3 separate regions of the Mus musculus genome follow, and regions 1 and 2 are each linked to region 3. Evidence: chromatin contacts called from public HiChIP or PLAC-seq and promoter capture Hi-C data. All regions are on one chromosome and are shown on one strand. Each heading gives the region's core, a stretch centred on a gene start, on an enhancer-like site or on the middle of the called end of the contact. The rest is flanking DNA. Distances are from core to core; before and after follow the strand shown.

Region 1 (2,700 bases), core at 178-2,677, 42 kb before region 3:
TGGCAGAGTAGGCTTGCTTGTTCACAAATCCACCGTGTCCCAGCACTACCTTTGGTGGCTAGGACATTTGGTGCCTGTTCTGAGCTTGGTTAACTGAGGGGCGTTGGTGGTGGGGTTATGATAACAGACGTGCCTTATCCAAGCACCACCTCATGGTGGCCTGGGCACATCTATTCATTTGCTTACCATGCCCTAGTGCCACCATGTGGTGGCTTCAGCAAGCCTGCTTACACACTTGCCAGGTCACACCACCATTATGTCATCTCCTGGGCATGACAGTTAAATGCCCAGGGGTATCAGATGCTTGCTGTGTCCCAGGGCCACTACATGGCAGCCTGGACATGCCTGTTCACATATGTACCATATCCCAACACCACCACAATGCAGGCTGGTTTCACCTGTGTGCATGCAACTGTGTTCAAGCACTGCCAAGCAGTGGCTTGGGTGTGCCTGCTTGTATGCATGCCGTGTCCCAGCCATGACACATAGCTGCCAGGGCACACCAGTTTGCATGATTTCTGTGTCCTAGTACCAGCATGTGACTGCCTGAGAATACCTACCGATTCACACACCTACTATGTCCCGGGGCTGCCAAGTTATGGTTTGTGCACACTTCTTTGCCTGCTTACCATGTTCCAGGACCTCCATGTGGCAGACTTGGCACACCTTTTCACATGGCTGCTTGGACATGGTAGTTCATATGTATATCATGTTCCAGCACTGCCTGGGCATGCCAGTTCATATGTATGTCATGTTTCAGCACTGCCTGGGCATGCCAGTTCATATGTATGTTATGTTCCAGCACTGCCTGGGCATGCCAGTTCATATGTATGTTATGTTCCAGCACTGCCTGAGCATGCCAGTTCATATGTATGTCATGTTCCAGCACTGCCTGGGCATGCCAGTTCATATGTATGTCATGTTCCAGCACTGCCTGGACATGCCCGTTCACATGCCTGCTATGTTCCAGTGCCAACACATGAGCCCATGCTCACCTGTCTGCACATATATTGTGTCCCAGAGCCTCAAATCACTAGCCAGATCATACCTGCTAGCACACCTACTATGTCTTAGCCTTGCCAGCCAGCAGCCAGGACACATCTGCACCATATCCCAGCACCATTGTGGAGTGGCTTGGACACATGCATTTGCACACCTACCATATGCCAGTGCTGCCAAGTGGTGGCCAGGCATGCCTATTCTCACCTGCCACATCTCTAGGCAGCTGTAGGGTATATACATTCTGTGTCTCTACGCCATTGCGTGACATCCTGAGCTCTCCTGTTCACACACATACCATGTCCCCCGCATTGCTACCTAGTGGTCTGGGCGGCTGCCACATGGTGGCCTATCACATCCCAGGGCTGCCATGTGGCAGACTTGTCAGAGACATTTACTAAATGCCTGCCATGTCCCAGATTTGCCACTTGGTGGAGTATTGCCTGTTTGCCTGCAAACCTGTCCCAGCACCAACACTTAGGAGCCTGGGCATGCCTTTATTTGTCTGGGAACATTGGTTCACACCTGCTGCCGTGCCTGCTATGTTCCAGTGCTACTGCCTCCTAGCCTGAGCACACCTGTTGGCACACTTGCCAAGTCCGACCACCACCACACGACAGCCTGGGCATGCCTGTTTGCATGCTCACCATGTCTGAGCAATGGTACATGTCTGAACATGTCCACATGCTTGCCGTGTCCCAGGACCTCCAAGTGGTGGCCCGGCCACATAGTTCACAGTTCTGCTGTGACCCAGAGCCACCATGTGGTAGCATGATCTCTCCTAGTCTCACATGTATGGTGTCCCAGCAGTGCCCATGGCAACCTGGTTCAACCTCTTTGGACTCAGTCCCTGTCCCACTGACACCAGGAGGCAAGCTTGGTCATGCCTGTTTGCATGCCTTCCATTTCCCAGAGCTGCTATGTGGTAACCTGGGCATGCCTATTCACATGTATTCTATGTCCCAACACCACCCCATGGAGTCCTAGGCCTAGGTATGGTGGAGTTTGTGAAAGAGAGGGAGACTGGACCTGGTGTGGGCTTTTTTTTTTTTTTTTTTGAACCTCAAAGCCCCCAGCCCCAAGGACACACCTCCTCCAACAAGGCCACACCTCCTAATGGTTCCCAAAGGTGTTCACTAATTGGGAACCAAATACTCAAATATATGAGCTTATGAAGGCCTTTTCATTTAAATCACCACATCTAACTATAACAGGGATATATATATATATATATATATATATACATATATATATATATATATAGTGTGTTTGTGTGTGTGTGTGTGTGTGTGTGTGTGTGTGTGTGTGTGTGTGTCTATACATATAACCCTAATTACAACAGATCTAGGGAAGATGTGTATGAGAAAAACTACTACACACAGCTTTCCAGTTATGACAGGGATAGGAAATGCATGTGTGTGCACCAGCATATACAGAACTACCTGATAGAAGAAATACAAGTTCGTGACTCTCCACAAAAACACCTGTCTGTAATAGATCATGGGAATACGTGTGTGTGACTCTGCTACTCCTGTTATGTGACAAGATTGTCCCCAGAGAGATACAACACACCCATCTACTCACCCACTGGGAGTAGATTGGGAGCCCATGACAGACCAACGTACAGATACTGTCAACGTCCAACTTGGTAAACTTATGAGTTGTGTTTGGGTTATTTCCAGGGATATAGGTGAGGGGTTA
Region 2 (2,700 bases), core at 186-2,685, 33 kb after region 3:
CTGTACCTCCTTTCAGCTGTGTTAGGTGAGGTGTGAGGGGACGGGCCGGGTGATGGAAGCCTTCTGCAGCGCCTGTGTTTGACTGCCCTGCCGTCAACAGCTGACTGATGGGAAGAATGCTGATGTTTCTGGGGAATACTGGGCCTGCTGTTGTTATTCAGCATATGTGCTAAGCACCTCCACAGCGCACACAATACACAAAGAGAGCATAGTTCCCACTCGCAACGAGCTCACGTGCTAAACAGCCGCAGCACCGAAAAAGGGGGGCCCTGACACGCAGTAAACAAACCGGCAAGAAGACAATGCTGGGGGGAGACGTGGGAGGTGAGAGCATGGGGCGCGTGGAGGGCACGGCTGAGTTCGGTTTATCCCTGCATTTGCAACCCGGGATTGGGACTGGCTCTTTGCCCTAGGCAGCAACTGTGGGTAAGTGGGGCAGCCCAGAGCCCACTCCCAGGCCTTGTCACCTTCCTGCCACAAAGGAGCCACTGAAGGTTCACTTCACCTGAAGCTGTTGCTGGGTGGTAGCGGCAGACCCACCAGAGAAGTGGGAAGCAGCCTCCTCAACGAGACTGTTTAAATAGACCTGATTTCTGGGTTATATTTTCTCTCTTGGATGCCACCTGGCCCTGCTCTGTCTTAAAATGATGGGTCATCTATCTGATATTTTAAGACAGCTTCTTGAGTTTCTTAGAAGATCAGAAGATAAGCATTAAGACGGTCTGTGAAACGTTACTGCAGCTCACAGAGAGTCAGTTCCCCGGGCAGGCGTGAATACAAGCGGGTGATGTGTGCGAATACGAGAAATTGGTCTGAATCGTTCGGTTCTTGACACCGGCTGTGGCGGCTCTCCGACTCAGGTTCTGTGTCTTGTTTATGGCTCTTCATCTGAAAGAAACTTGGAGGGACTCTGAAAAAAAAAACTCAAGAAAGGGGGGAAATCACATGTTAGAAATTATAACTACAATAAGAGGTTGGAGGACTTCTGTTCTATAGCCTAGAAGAGACTTGCATTTTTGTTCAGATACGTGTGCCCATCCTGGGGATAATGATGGACAGCTGGTGTGTGCTCCCCTTTGGAGTGTAAAGGGTCAGGTACCATGATGGCCAAGGTGTGGCTGTGACCTATCAGCACTTCCTGGGAACAGATTCTCAGGCCCACCAAGACCTGCTGATTCCAAGTGGGAAGGCTGGAGTGCAAGGCTATTTTAACAGTGCTCTAAGGTGATTCTGATGTCCCATGCATGGGGTATTAGGAAGAAAATTATCACAAAGGGGGAACACGGATGCTGGGAACTATAAACTTTTCTTCTTGGAGTCATATAAACCTGGGTTTAAATTTATTTGCAATATTTTTAGTATTCTCTCTGAAGTCCGGAGATAAATGACCTCTCAAAGTCCCTCTAACCCTGCCTTGACTCTGGATTTTTTTCGGTCACTTAATATTTAACCTGGGAAATACTGCGTTGACTTACCTGGATTCGTTAATTAAGACAGTGCCTATCTTTGTTTGTTCGTTTGTTTGGGGTTTTGGTTTCTGTGCTAGAAGTGGAACCCAGGACCTCACACCTTACTAAAAGTAAGTACTCCCCATTGAAGCACATCCTTGCCTTGATAGTATTTTTTAAAAGGTTTCAATTTTATTCATATGTACATAAGTATGTGTGAGGTGTGCCATGTGGATGCGAGGGAAGAATAACCGGTGTAGCTGCTAAGCTGTTGCTTCAGCTCCAGCAGCAGCAGTTTCAAATGGAGATACAAAGAGATGAGAAGTGAGTGGTAGTGTGGGCTATACAGTATATCAGGCATACAGCAATGGTTTAAGCAGTGTTGCTAAAGCTATCGGGCATACAGTAGTGGGTTTAAGCAGTGCTGCTAAAGCTGTCAGGTGTACAGTAATGGGTTTAGGTAGTGTTGCTAAATAGATGTCCCCCCTTCCCAGTTGACTCCACCAGTAGCCCACGGTCACTGTGTCGCCGACAGTTGACTAGATCATTCACTGTCTTCATGAAGTCTCTGTCAGAAGAGAGGTAGCTGCAGACAAAGTGTGACTTTAACTGATTCCCCAACTCTTTCACCTCCACTGGAAGAGACAAGTCAGTGGGTCGCATGCTGCGGTCAGAAGTAGATGGCCACCTAGAAAGACCTGAAGAGGGTATGAGCATAGTACAACGCACCCTGCCTCCTTTGAAGACTCGGGATAGGGACTTGTTTCAGCTGACACGCCTTTCTGGAGCAAATGATCCAGTAGTGCACATAGCAGGCACGTGGAGTTGGATTATTCGGTCAGCATGTCCAGAGCCAGCTAGGCTCTGCCCTCTTGGATTTCATGCGTTCTGCTGACTTGAGCAAGTAGCAATTGGTACCTTGCCCAAGCCAATTATTGTGTCCTAGAAGTCCCCCATGCTGACCCCTAACTTTTTTATAGGTCATGTAAATGCATCTTAATCTAATGATGTCTTTGCCCTTTCTTACATCCTCCTTTGTAGCTTTTGCTTGAGGGAATGGTTTCTGGTTGAAAACATAACCACCCTGTCTAGCCTTTAGTACAAAGCTTTTGTGGCTTTAATGAAGAAAGAGCTTTGTGAGGGCATGGTTTTTCAGTGTTGTTTTAAAAGTATCAGATGAGCAACACCACCGTAGCCAAAAGAACATCCACTCCCTTAGCCAGGGAACGATGGCCGTAGGATTTTAGCACTT
Region 3 (2,700 bases), core at 96-2,595:
AAGCTAGGCCTCTCCTGCTAGTCCTGACACCATCAAGGCCACGCTTTGGAAGAGTCAGGAATGGAGAGTTCAGAGTCCACAGTGCAGACATGGAGGTACTTTAACCACGCCTCCCACGCACTTTGTGTAACCTAACCAAGTGTGAGGATATGCGCCTTTCCCCTTCAGTCTAAAGTAAAATGTCCAGGGGTTGGTTCATTTCAGGCAAGTTAATGCTCTAGTAGATTGATGCTGAGAGTGACATTCTGGGCTCTTATGGGAAAACTGACATCTTCCCTCAGCTGTCCGGTGATGTAATGTTTAAACTATTATTGCATTAGAAAGATGCTAGCTAGATGGAGCTGATTTAAGCTGCAGGTTAAACACGCATATTAAGAGATCATGACATCAAAAAACGCATCCATCGGGATTTAGTTTAAGGCTGACCTCCTTTTGGGTGACAAAATCCTTTTCAGGTAATCATGAGACATTATCCTAAGTTTTAAAGTTTGTCCACTCCGTTCTAGAACCTGCCACCTCGCTTGGAATGCTATTTTCTGCCTCTCACGTGGGACTTTTGTTACTCTCTCACGGAAATTCAGACTACACATAATTTCTAACAACGGAACCCAAACACCATGAGGGGAAGATTCATTCTCCTGACTCTCTGAAGCACTGCGACGTTTGAGGTCCTAAAACAGACGGGAACAAGGTCACAGGCTTTCACCCCATCCTAGAGGACGGAGCATAGCTGAGGCCTGTGGACTGCGCAGTACACGTTCGAGTAATTTTTTTTTTCTTTTTGCACCCATCCTGCTTTGACGCACTGCAACTCAATAACAGGTGACAGTGGTGGCTCTGAGATCCCAAGGCCACAGGGACCCGGGGAACGGGAGGCGCAGAGGTGGCACACAGATCTGACGCCCAAACCTGGCCTCCTCCAGCCGCCGCCCCCCTCCCCCGAGCCTGTGCAATCTGTTCCAGGTGACATACAGGACAGTCCTCCCGCGACGGGACGCCGCACGCTCCCGCCGGCGTCTCTGCGGGCTCCGGGGACCCTAGGCACGCTGCAGCCGCCCCGCTCACTCCGCCCGCAGAGACACCCAGGTCGGGATCTGACCCGCAGCAGCTCGCAGCCCGCGGCTGGGCCCGGACTGGACGGGACGGGGCGGGGCCGGGACGGGGGCGGGGCGGTGACGCAGCCGCGCGCGGGCGGGCGAGCGAGCGGGAGAGCGGGCGGGCGGGCGCTCGGCGGCTGCTGAGGTGCGGAGGCCGCCGCGCCGAGCCGCTCCGCTCCGCTCGGGCTGTTCCGGGAGTCGGGCGGGGAGCGCGGGCCGAGACCCAGCGGACCGGACGACCTCGCCTTCGTCACTTCCTGCCGGCCCGCGGTTTCCGGAGGGAACGAGAAGCCAGGTTTTGTTATTGGTTTTTCTTCCTTCCCTCTGTGCGGGATCGGAGCCCGACGCCGCGGCGGCACCGCGTGCCGCGTGTGGCGGGAGCCGAGCGCAGCGCGGTGCAGCGCGGCGGTGCGTCTCTCCGCGCGCCGCGGCCCGGGTCGGCGCGGGCGGGAAGCGGCGGGCTCAGGCCGGAGGGCGCCGAGGCTCCTCCGCGGTGGGGCGGTCTCGGGGTGTCTGCGCGTGCTCCCGGGACGAAGCTGGCTGGCTGGGTTCTCGGTCTCCTCATCTTCCCGGCTGTGAGGCCGAGGCGACTGCTCTCTCGCATCTTTGCTTGAATGGCTAGGGTGTTTTTAAAAGAAAAAGAACAAAAAAGAAAAACACCATTTGCGTGGGGGGACTTGAATAAGGTTACGTTTTCCAGGGTGAGGCAGGTGGTGATCGTTAATGAGTGAGTGCAGTTTCGCCATTAAACCGATCAGTCGGTCCCCCCAGGTTAGTGCGGCCATGCAAATAAAGCGGCCCATTGTCCACGTGCTTAAGGGCTTAGCAATTCCAGCAGGGCAAGTTCTCCGGGATCATCTGACTTCTTGTTACCATTCTTGCTCGCAGTGTAGCGGTTCTCTTGAGTTGGCGTGCAGAGATAAGAGCAAATAATTAGACTGTAACTTTTCACAAGTTGTCTTGCCTATTACAAACTCACCTTCCCTTAGGATCAGTAACATGTTTTTGTAGTATCAGTGTATGTGCGTTTACGTATATTATACACACAATCATTTATATAATTTTTAAACCATTTAGTTTGAGTTTAAAGTTAGAGAATTAGAAAGAGTAGTACACGTGGTGTTTGCTGCCTGTTTGCCGGGACAGTGCCAGATGTTCATAGATGTTTTATATCAGTTCATTCTCAAGGGGAACTTCTTACATAGGCGTAGATTGTTCAGTTTCTCAATACTTAAGTTTGATTAGCTCGCACCACTATGTAGAACGTTGGCTTTAAATAGTTGTTTCTCTTCTGAAAATAAGGGTGCTGATCACAGAATAACTTAGCAAATTAGTGTGGCTTTAGAAAGAAGTTCATAGAAGTGTGTTTAGTCCATTTGGGTGTATAAGAGTTTTAAAAGCCTTGTGGCTCTTTTCTTACTCCTAAGTGCCCATTATATAACATGGTCAGAAGTTGATCTAGATAGGGTGGGCACCAGGCAAAGGTACAGAGCCGTTACTCAAATTTGGGGTCCTTTGTATTTCTTACTACACTTCCTAACTGAAGGCAAACAAACATGTGAAATGATTTTTTTAACACCAAACTAAGAAAATTAAACAAAAA

The links. Promoter capture Hi-C pulls out the DNA fragments that hold promoters and counts their contacts. HiChIP or PLAC-seq counts read pairs in DNA pulled down with a chosen protein or histone mark.
Region 1: an H3K27ac HiChIP or PLAC-seq map of embryonic stem cells shows a contact between it and region 3, with 15 read pairs. The contact joins the enhancer-like site here to the promoter of Smim19 in region 3. A contact is called at or near these places in 17 of 39 promoter capture datasets (the 3T3-L1 cell line, 3T3-L1-derived adipocytes, the C10 cell line and 11 more), 1 of 15 datasets of contacts at CTCF or cohesin (CD8 T cells), 58 of 484 Hi-C or Micro-C datasets (the AML12 cell line, the BV-2 cell line, the C2C12 cell line and 35 more), 20 of 115 datasets of contacts at active chromatin or transcription factors (the 230-238 cell line, the HPC-7 cell line, the SCID.adh cell line and 13 more) and 2 of 9 other capture datasets (adipose tissue and pancreatic islet).
Region 2: a contact with region 3 is called in a promoter capture Hi-C map of liver. The contact joins the enhancer-like site here to the promoter of Smim19 in region 3. A contact is called at or near these places in 12 of 39 promoter capture datasets (3T3-L1-derived adipocytes, the C10 cell line, the HPC-7 cell line and 6 more), 14 of 484 Hi-C or Micro-C datasets (the HL-1 cell line, Sertoli cells, cardiomyocytes and 6 more), 12 of 115 datasets of contacts at active chromatin or transcription factors (the SCID.adh cell line, a beta-TC-6 cell line, bone marrow-derived dendritic cells and 7 more) and 2 of 9 other capture datasets (adipose tissue and pancreatic islet).

Annotation. Positions count from the first base shown.
Region 1 is chr8:22,433,189-22,435,888 of GRCm38.p6, forward strand. No RefSeq gene overlaps it. Among named protein-coding and RNA genes, the nearest start is that of Gm39140, 20 kb to the right of the region's middle. Within about 2 kb of position 1,428, at least 148 of the 459 cell types and tissues checked have an H3K27ac peak or open chromatin away from gene starts, as enhancers often do. A contact at or near this core is called in the HL-1 cell line, the HPC-7 cell line, the SCID.adh cell line and 15 more, where this site is marked.
Region 2 is chr8:22,508,841-22,511,540 of GRCm38.p6, forward strand. The region is part of intron 1 of Slc20a2 (solute carrier family 20, member 2); the gene reads left to right. Among named protein-coding and RNA genes, the nearest start is that of Smim19, 33 kb to the left of the region's middle. Within about 2 kb of position 1,436, at least 17 of the 459 cell types and tissues checked have an H3K27ac peak or open chromatin away from gene starts, as enhancers often do. A contact at or near this core is called in liver, where this site is marked.
Region 3 is chr8:22,475,534-22,478,233 of GRCm38.p6, forward strand. Smim19 (small integral membrane protein 19) reads right to left here and starts at 1,346. Exons shown (of 4, transcript NM_001146117.1): 1 at 973-1,346. It overlaps Slc20a2 (solute carrier family 20, member 2), which reads left to right and starts at 1,167. Exons shown (of 11, transcript NM_011394.3): 1 at 1,167-1,392.